Linked DNA regions of Mus musculus: region 2 is linked to region 1. Evidence: chromatin contacts called from public promoter capture Hi-C data. All regions are on one chromosome and are shown on one strand. Each heading gives the region's core, a stretch centred on a gene start, on an enhancer-like site or on the middle of the called end of the contact. The rest is flanking DNA. Distances are from core to core; before and after follow the strand shown.

Evidence for each region. Promoter capture Hi-C pulls out the DNA fragments that hold promoters and counts their contacts.
Region 2: a contact with region 1 is called in a promoter capture Hi-C map of liver, with 5 times the contacts expected there. The contact joins the promoter of Cenpv here to the promoter of Nt5m in region 1. A contact is called at or near these places in 2 of 39 promoter capture datasets (cranial neural crest and liver).

The regions. Positions count from the first base shown.
Region 1 is chr11:59,846,018-59,850,469 of GRCm38.p6, reverse strand. It overlaps Nt5m (5',3'-nucleotidase, mitochondrial), which reads right to left and starts at 2,397. Exons shown (of 5, transcript NM_134029.2): 1 at 2,098-2,397. The coding sequence starts at 2,340. It also overlaps a transcript of Cops3 not described here.
Region 2 is chr11:62,537,436-62,541,521 of GRCm38.p6, reverse strand. Cenpv (centromere protein V) reads left to right here and starts at 2,261. Exons shown (of 5, transcript NM_028448.1): 1 at 2,261-2,666. The coding sequence starts at 2,317.

The sequences.
Region 1 (4,452 bases), core at 1,148-3,647:
TGTACACCAGGACTGTACACAATGCACATGTGTATATAAAAGCAAAACACCCACACACATAAAACTAAATTTAATATATTCCTACAAGGAAACTATGTCCCCCAAATTCAAATGTTGGTCAGCCATCTGTAAGTGAACCCTATGCAGTGCAGCAGTTGATTGCTGAGGTGACAGAGCATTTCCTTAGGTTTAAAGCTTTCATAGGTCTCAGCACGGGAGAGATCAGCTATCTGGGCTCTGTGGAGATGCTTGCAGCAGTACCATCTGTGAATGAACAGAAATGATACCCCATGTCCCCTTTAAATACCTGTCCCTCAGTAAACCAAATTACTGTGGAGGTACCTTCTTTATCATGTAGGGGCCTGGGAGCTGGGGGTGCAGAGCTGCAGTGCTAGGACAGAACCCTAGAGTCTTGTACTAGCTAGACAATCCTCTACCATTGAGCTGTATTACCACCCACCCCCGTACTGTATTGAAATCAAAAGAGAAAGCAGAACAGAGAACAGGGCAGTAGGGTGGTTGGAGAGAATTGTGTGGAGCAGGCAGACGTGTTGCTGGGGCTTGAATCCCATCTGCGCTCCTTACTACCCCGTGATGTGATGATGGCAGGATGGCAGGTCTCCTTGTGTGCAAGGAGGAAACAGGAGCATCTTCCCACAGCAAGATAAGGGAATGGAGAGAGTGCTGAGTGAAGTCCTGAGGCAATGTGCTGTCACTGACATAGGCAGAGCTGTGTCAGCACCCCAGAACCTCAGACCCATGAAGGAAGGGCAAAGCCCCACCCCCATCCCCTGGCATGAAGAAGCCTTCCTCTGGTCCAAGTATAGAATTTGACAGTATATGCAGAGAATGGCCACTCTAGCTTTCCCCCTTGAATGTTTCCCCCCTGCAGACTGCCTCCCCTGTTTCGTTACACCTCTGTCCCCATCCCTGCCCATCCGTATACACCCGCCTTTCTGTTGATCCCTACAAACACCCTGGGCTTCCAAGAGTGCTGTGGTTTCTCCAGAAAAGAGCCCAGCTCTCTGTGTGTCTTTTTCTTCATGACCTCACTGCCTTCAGTCCTGGAAGACTGTGAAGAACGAGATGTTACAAACCTGATAAGTTAAAAAACAAAAACAAAAAACACTCCTCTGACCATCAAGCACTATAGCCCCTAGACAACCAAGTGAGAAACGCTGGAGTTTCTAAGTTTATGCTGAGCAAATCCCCCTATTCCTTTCATAGAATAGTTTAAGTCTCCAAATTACACTTTACCAAAAAGCCTGGATCTCTGTCTAGCCATGAGGGATGGGAAGGTTGGGGGAGTGGTGCCCAAGGTCTTACCAAAAACCTTACACTGGTCAAGAGGGAAGTTTCACTCTTCCCAGTCCGACTCCCCATGTGACACTCTGCAAGTCACATTCTCTAGCATACAGTATCACTCAAAGTTATGCTTCCATGGGGTAAAAGAGGATGGCAAAGACACTCCTGTCAATTTCATTGGGAGGGATAGCCATGTCTGGGTAAGAGACTGAGAATGCTCGGTTTTGTTTTTTGTTTTTGTTTGTTTTTAATGTAACCAATTATCTGAGGCCAAACACACCAAGAATTTAAAATTCAAGCCCAGCATGGCTTGCAGTCTCAGCTTCTTGAGAGACTATAAAACAGGAGGATCAAAAATTTAGGCCTCCCTAGGCTACACAGTGAATTAGTTCAAGGGCAGCCTAGGGAAGCTAGTGAGAATGAAGGACAAAGTACAAAGTAAGAGGATGGGAGATGTAGGTCAGTGGTTGGGAGCCTGTCTAGTCTACAGAGGTCTGGGTTCAATCTCCAATATTTAGAAGAAGTGGATACTGAAGGGCAGCGGCAGGAGAGAGGAAGAGAGGGGAAAAGGGAGTCCAGCTGGGAAGGGGGATTAAGGAGATAGCTGGAAACCCAGCAACAGCTGAATGGTTGGTCCCTCTAGCCCTGTAGCCCTAGTCCTCCCAGGATCCGTGTGGTACCAAAGAACCCGCCAAAGGTCATTGGAGGAGTCGAGCTGGCTTGGGGCTGGACAGCTGCGGCCTCAGTTTCCCCTCCCCGCGGGGCACGGCTGCGGGGCCGGCTGGTGCTCACGCTTAGCCCAGGCTGTAGCCGTCCGTACTGCTCCGACACCCAGAAGCCGCGCCGGTCCTCCAGCGCCACGAAGGGCAGGTCGGGGAAACGCGCGCGGAACTTCCGGAGGAAGCCGCCCTCAAAGTCCGCCAGCACGCCGTCCATGTCCACCAGCACCCGCAGGGCGCGGCTGCTCGCCCGGCTCCGCTCGGCCCGTAGCGGGGCACCGCGGGGACGCGCACAGCAGCCGCGCAGCCTATGCATCGCCCCGCTCCTCGCCCGGGGCCCGCGGCAGACGCAGCCTCCACCGCGGACACGGACGCGCAGGCTCCGGCCCAGAGCGAGGCCGGCGCGCAGCCCCGCCGCCCTTAAAGGGACATGCGCCCAGAGAAGGTGAGCGCGACGTGGGTGCTGATCGCCCTGGGACATCCAGTCCCAGGTTACAGCCGCCTGTGAAAGCCAGACTGGAGCACTCTTCCTACTGAGGCAGTGGTGGATGGAGGAGCTCACCACCGGAGGAACAAATCCTTAGGTATTTATTGAGCGCTTACTTCGTTGAGCTCTGAGCCCAACAAAGTTCCAGCCATCCCGGATTATGGGTACAGGTTTTTAAACAGCTTGTCATTCCCAAGTATAGACAGGGAGGATTTCAGGTTTTAGGTACAGGTAAAGGCAGATACACCTGCTGTGTGTGATCCTCTTTGTTCATAGATGCTGAATGTTTGCAACCATAACCTTATAAAATTTAAAGCTATCAGAGGTGTAACCTTCAAATCTATAAAGGTTCTAAAAAAAACAGATGCTCTGTGTCCATCCTAACATCACTGGATTCAATAGTGAATCTCCAAATATGTCTGTAAATTTGTTACTGTGCTTCATGTTATTAAAAAAAAAGGAATTAGTAGGTAGAAAAAATATTTTAAAGGATGCAAACATGAAGGTATTTTTGGTAAAGAAAGGTCTCTGTATGTTAAATCTTGGTCCTTCCTGATCTAGATTCCCAGCACCCTGCTGGCTGCTCACAATCCTCTCAACTCTGAACACAGGGGATGCATACAGCACCCTCTGCTGGCCTCCATGGGCACATGTGGTGCACAGACATACATATTGCCAAAACGTGGGGAGAGAGAGAGAGAGAGGGAGGGAGGGAGGGAGGGAAAGAGAGACAGACGGATACACAGGATGTTTGTAAAGATTTTTTAAAAAGACTCTGTCCTAAAGAGAAGAGGGATGGCTGGATGTTTCCAAAATAAGAAAGATAAAGACAAAGCTAGAAAGCTCATGTCCCAAAAGGCCAAGCAAGTTACATGGGAGGACCAGACAATCTGTTGTGAGATTATGTTTTCTGGAAATGACAGAAAAACTTCCATAATAATATGGCTGCCTAAATAAGACCACAACAAGGAACCACCACTGATAGACATGCTAACATGGAAGAGAGACAGTGCTCACAACAGTCTGTAGCTTCAGTTTCTGGAGATTCAACACCTTCTTCTGGCCCCCTCAGGCACCAGGCAAGTGTGTTATACCCATACATACATTCAGGAAAAATAAATATCTTTAAAGAAACTCACCCTCCTTGTCATCTATGAACTTCATTCTCTAAGTTCATGAGACAAGAATCTAGAGGCACTGACTCAGTAAAAGCTTTGTGACTATTGTGGACGCCCGATTCGCCAGCAAGGAAGACACCACAACAGGATTCTTCTGCACAGGTTTATTGGAAGAGCTTGATAGCGAAGCCAAAAGACCCCAGCCCCAAAACTGGCGCTGCTTATATAGGCCTAGGAGTGGCGTGTCTATACCTGATTGGTTGTGCTTTCAGTGCCTCATTTACATTCCCCGGGATGGGCTTTGATTTGGTGAGAAACCCTTATGCACATGCGCACAATGGTTGTTTACCTGAACTTACGGGCGGTGGCCAGCGGTGGCCAGCGCCATCTTGTAATGGCGTATGTGACTTCCCACAACTATGAGCTGCTGGAACCCTATCCTGAGGTAAGCCCACCGGGGCTAGAGGGCTTGGCACAGTCAAGGGTCTTCCTAGTTCACAAGGTTTTCAAGGCAGTGAACAAGAGCTGGGGAGAAGAGGCTCTTCCTGTGGGGCTCCCTGAAAGTTGGGCAGGGAGCAGCAGGGTTGAGTTTTCAAGAGCCAGACAAAGCTGGACCTTTTATTAATGCAGCTGTGTGAGTTGTCCATGCACCTCTAACTAACCCCTCACCCTTATGCGTGGTGGTAATCTGAGTAAACTCATCGGTTCACCAAGCTAGTCTTGGGTGGAATTTTTTCTTTGGTCTATCATATCTCTCCAGGAAAAGTCACACAGCACAATCCATAAAACATGCCACTTCAACTGGGCTTGGCTGGCCAGATCA
Region 2 (4,086 bases), core at 1,012-3,511, 2.7 Mb before region 1:
TCTACCAAAAGACTTGGGTAAAAATGTAAAAGTGAATACAAGCTTTATCACATTTGTACAAATTAGAAACAAAAGTAGTTAAGAGAATAAATGTAAGGGGACTAGGGGCTAGCCTGCCACACACACATGAAGCCCTGAGTTAGGATTCCTAGCACCCATATAAAAGTGGACACTGGGGTCACAAGTCTGTAGCCCCACCCACTGTGGAGCTGCTAGGGAAAGTCATCTCCTTGAGTTCAGTGACCCTCCAGTGTAGGCAGAGTGTGAGCTCCCGTTTCAGTGAGGAACCCTCCCTCAGGATGAAGGTGGAGAACCATGAAGACACCCATCATTGAACTCTGACATACACTTGCAACACACACACACACACACACACAAAATAAACGGTGATATATTCTTATGTAAATTTTCTCCCCCACTGCTGTGCCAGTCAGGACAGAAACTGATTCAGAAGCCATGAAGGAAGAACACTGCTTACAGGCTTGCTCAGCCTGCTCTCATAGAGTGAGTCCAGGACCACCTGCCCAGGGGTGATGGTGATCAATAATGAATCAAGGAAATGACCTACAGACTTACCCACTAATTTGATGGAGGCATTTTTTTTTCAGTTAAGGTTCCCTCTCTGATGACCCTTGTTTGTGTTGCATTAACAAAAGCCAATCCGCATAGATCATATTGACATCAATAAATTATATATGTACATATATGTATATATGTGTGTATATATAATATCAATTATTTCCAAAATGTTGAACAGTATTAGATTTAACAATGTACATGCTATTTTTGAAATGACATTCAAAGATAGGCTAAAGTAGTGTGGTAGATCACACCTGTGATTCTAGCACTTGGGAGGTTGAGGCTGGAGAATAGGTACAGGTTTGAAGCCAGCCTTAGCTACTTAGTGAGTCTAGGACTAGACTAGGCTAAAGAATGAAGCCCTGACTCAAACAAGCCCGGCAGCCAAGTAAAGGTGCCTGTCACCAGACAGCTTGTTTGGTGCAAGAAGAGAACTCATGGTGTAGACTGTCTTCTGCTCCCCATGCACCCGCATACTTCGCTCTCCTCCTGAATAAAGATTTTTAAAACTGTAATGTGTATCAGGAGGTGGAGGCAGGCAGATCACAGTGAGCTAAGATAAACCTGAGCCTTATTCGTGAGTTCCAGGCCAGCCAGGGCTACACGGTTAGACCTTGTCTCTAAATACACAAAACAGGCGAAAGTAAGTCACAGTGAGAAAAAGCCAAAACAAAACAGTGGTCACTTCTGCTTGCTTTTTGGAGATAGTCTAGATGTGGCTAGGATATGCCACATCTGAATTGGTGCATGCAAATCTGTACATTTAAGATACGGGCACAAAGGAAACACCAAAACAAATTATGCATCTAGGAAGTTTCAATTATTGAGAACTTTGTGTTAAAACTTAATGAGGATTTATGAATTAATCAAGCTGTATTTGGGAAAACCCATATTTTCATCATTAAAGATAATAAATGGACTCTATATTGTAATAAAATCAACAAAAACAGAACTAAGTTGAAAAATGAAAAATGCACCAAAAACGAGTAAAAGAAAACGTTTCTTTAAAAGTGTGAGAACAACTGAAAGGGTTTGGAGACTATCTGGGATACCGCAGTGGATGGTTCTTGGGATTTTTGTCTTTAAACGTCAATACGGTATTCTGCAAAAGCTTATGAATGGAATGTAATCCTGGATCCATTTACTTAAAATTGAAAACAAAATCTAGGGCTGGGAATGTGGCTCAGTGCAAGAGTGCTTTCTCAAAGCTGTGGGTCCTATTCTCAGTTCTGCAAAACCACCAAAAAACCTGTTGACCATTGATCAAACTGACTCCAGCTGTCATTTATGCTTCCAGTAGCAGATATCCGACAATTTACATACTACGTTAGCTCACATTAGGTACATGATGGCCTCTGCCAAGTTGGTAGTGTTACCACCTTGGAAACCACGAAGTCACCCAAGCGTGCCAGCTCTGATGTGGCCGTGAATTTATGAACTGAGGCCTGACCCAGGTCCCCAGTTAGAAATGTGTGGTTGGAGTCAGTGGAGGCTGGAAGCTCCTTCGCTGATCAAACGGGCACCGCTACCTGCAAGCGCAGGTGCAGGCGCGGTCTCGTTAGACCCTCAGCGCTCGGCCGGCCCCACGGCCAGGGTCTCTTAGTTGGGTCCCTAGCTCGCGTGTTCCGGAGCGCCGCGCACCACCCCCGGGGCCTTCAGGTTGTCGGAGGCGGGGACGCGCATCGGCCGGCGGGAGCGCGCAGAGCCGAGAGGCCTGCGAGCCCGGCTGAGGGAGACATGCGGCGGACTCGCAGTGCCGTGGCCACCGGCCCGCGGGAGCAGCGGCGCTCGGGGGCCACCGGGGGCTTGAGCGGCGGCGAAAGCCGCGCGCAGCGCTCCCGGAGCAGGACTAGGGCCGGGGCCGGGGGCGGGGGCGGGGCGGTCGGTCCGCAGCCGTCGGCAAAGCCGCGGCCCAAGCCACCGCCGCGGGCCCAGGAGGCGGCCGCCGAGGAGCCACCGCCGGCGGTCACCCCCGCCGCCTCGGTGTCGGCGCTCGACCTGGGGGAGCAGCGGGAGCGCTGGGAGACGTTCCAGAAGCGGCAACGGCTCAGCTTCGAGGGCGCCGCCAAGCTGCTGCTGGACACCTTGTGAGTGTGTCGGGGGCGGCGGGCCGGCACACGCGAGGTGCGCACGGGCGGCGGGACCCGAGGGCTGAGTGCTGAGCCGTTGGCGGGCTGCTCCGGACGGTGTCGGGCTGAGTGCGCGGAAGGGCCCCTCAGGGTGAAAAAACAGACATCCCCCGGCTTGCCAGCTACCAAGACCGTTTTACCCGTTTTTGCACGTGCTTTCGGGGAGTGGGCGGGAGGAAAGGTCGAAGTGGAGAATTTAGTGACCCGAGGAGCGAAGGCCGGTTGTTCTAATCAGTTCCCCGGAGGGAGGGTGCAGGGTGCGGTTATTGATCTCGGAGGGAAAGGCGCGCAAAGCGTTGTCCAGGACGGGCGCTTGCAGGGGGAATGGGGAGTTAAGGTGTTATGTTCTCATCCCCGGTCCGGGCTGGCAGCTCCCCCAGTCTGTGCTTCTGAAGTGCTTCCAGCTTCTTTGGTGGCCTAAGGAGCAGATCTGAGGTCCGTTATTGGGGAAAAGAGCTGATGACTACTCTGGCCAGATGCCTGCTCTTTGGCAAATGTAATGTGAACCCCTTCCTCCTTTACCCATTGTGCTCCGAGAAAAACCCAGTACCCTTGTCTTATAGCCCTCACTCGCAGATGAATTAAAAAGAACAATAAAAGACAAAGAAAACTAACGTTAACCCAACAATTGTTTAACAACCTGAACTACTTTTCATAACAACAAGATGCTCTTTTGTCTTTGTCCCAGAATTAGTTCTCTTGGTTTTGGTGGATCCTCTAAGAACTGGAGTATTTAGTTAGCTTTCTATCTGTTTCGTTTATTCAATTTTATCCCCTTGGGCTATAAATTGAATGCTTTAAAACATTAAAACAAAAATCAGTTAAAACTTAAAAAAAATGAAATATAACACGGAGTACCTGTTGTGTACTAGCTACTGGGAGATCTAAATGATACTATATAAAACTCAGTAGAGCTGGGCACAGTAGCACATGCCGACAATCCTAGCATTCAGGAGGCCGAGGCGGAGGAGTACAGTGATTTCAAGTGCAGCCTGGGCTACAGAGATAGATCCTTTCTCCGAAGAGAAAGAGAAAGAGAGAAAGGAAAACAGAAGCAAGCCAGCGAGAAGGAGGTCCACGTGTGTAAGCCCAGCACTTGGAAGGTGGAGGCAGGAAGATCTACAAGTTCAAGGTCATCCTTGACCACATAGTTAATTTGAGGCCAGCTTGAGCTGCACTGACACCCTGTCTCAAAAGGAAACAAAAAAGCCCCCCACACACACACACAAAGCAAAAATTTTTAGGTAATATTTTCCCCTAAAACAAAATGGTAATGATCTTTAAAAAAGATACTAAAAATATTGGCAGGAAAAGAGGCATTTCACTCACCAGAATAGCGTGCTGTATGCTTGCTTACATCCACTCTATGGTCTTTTAA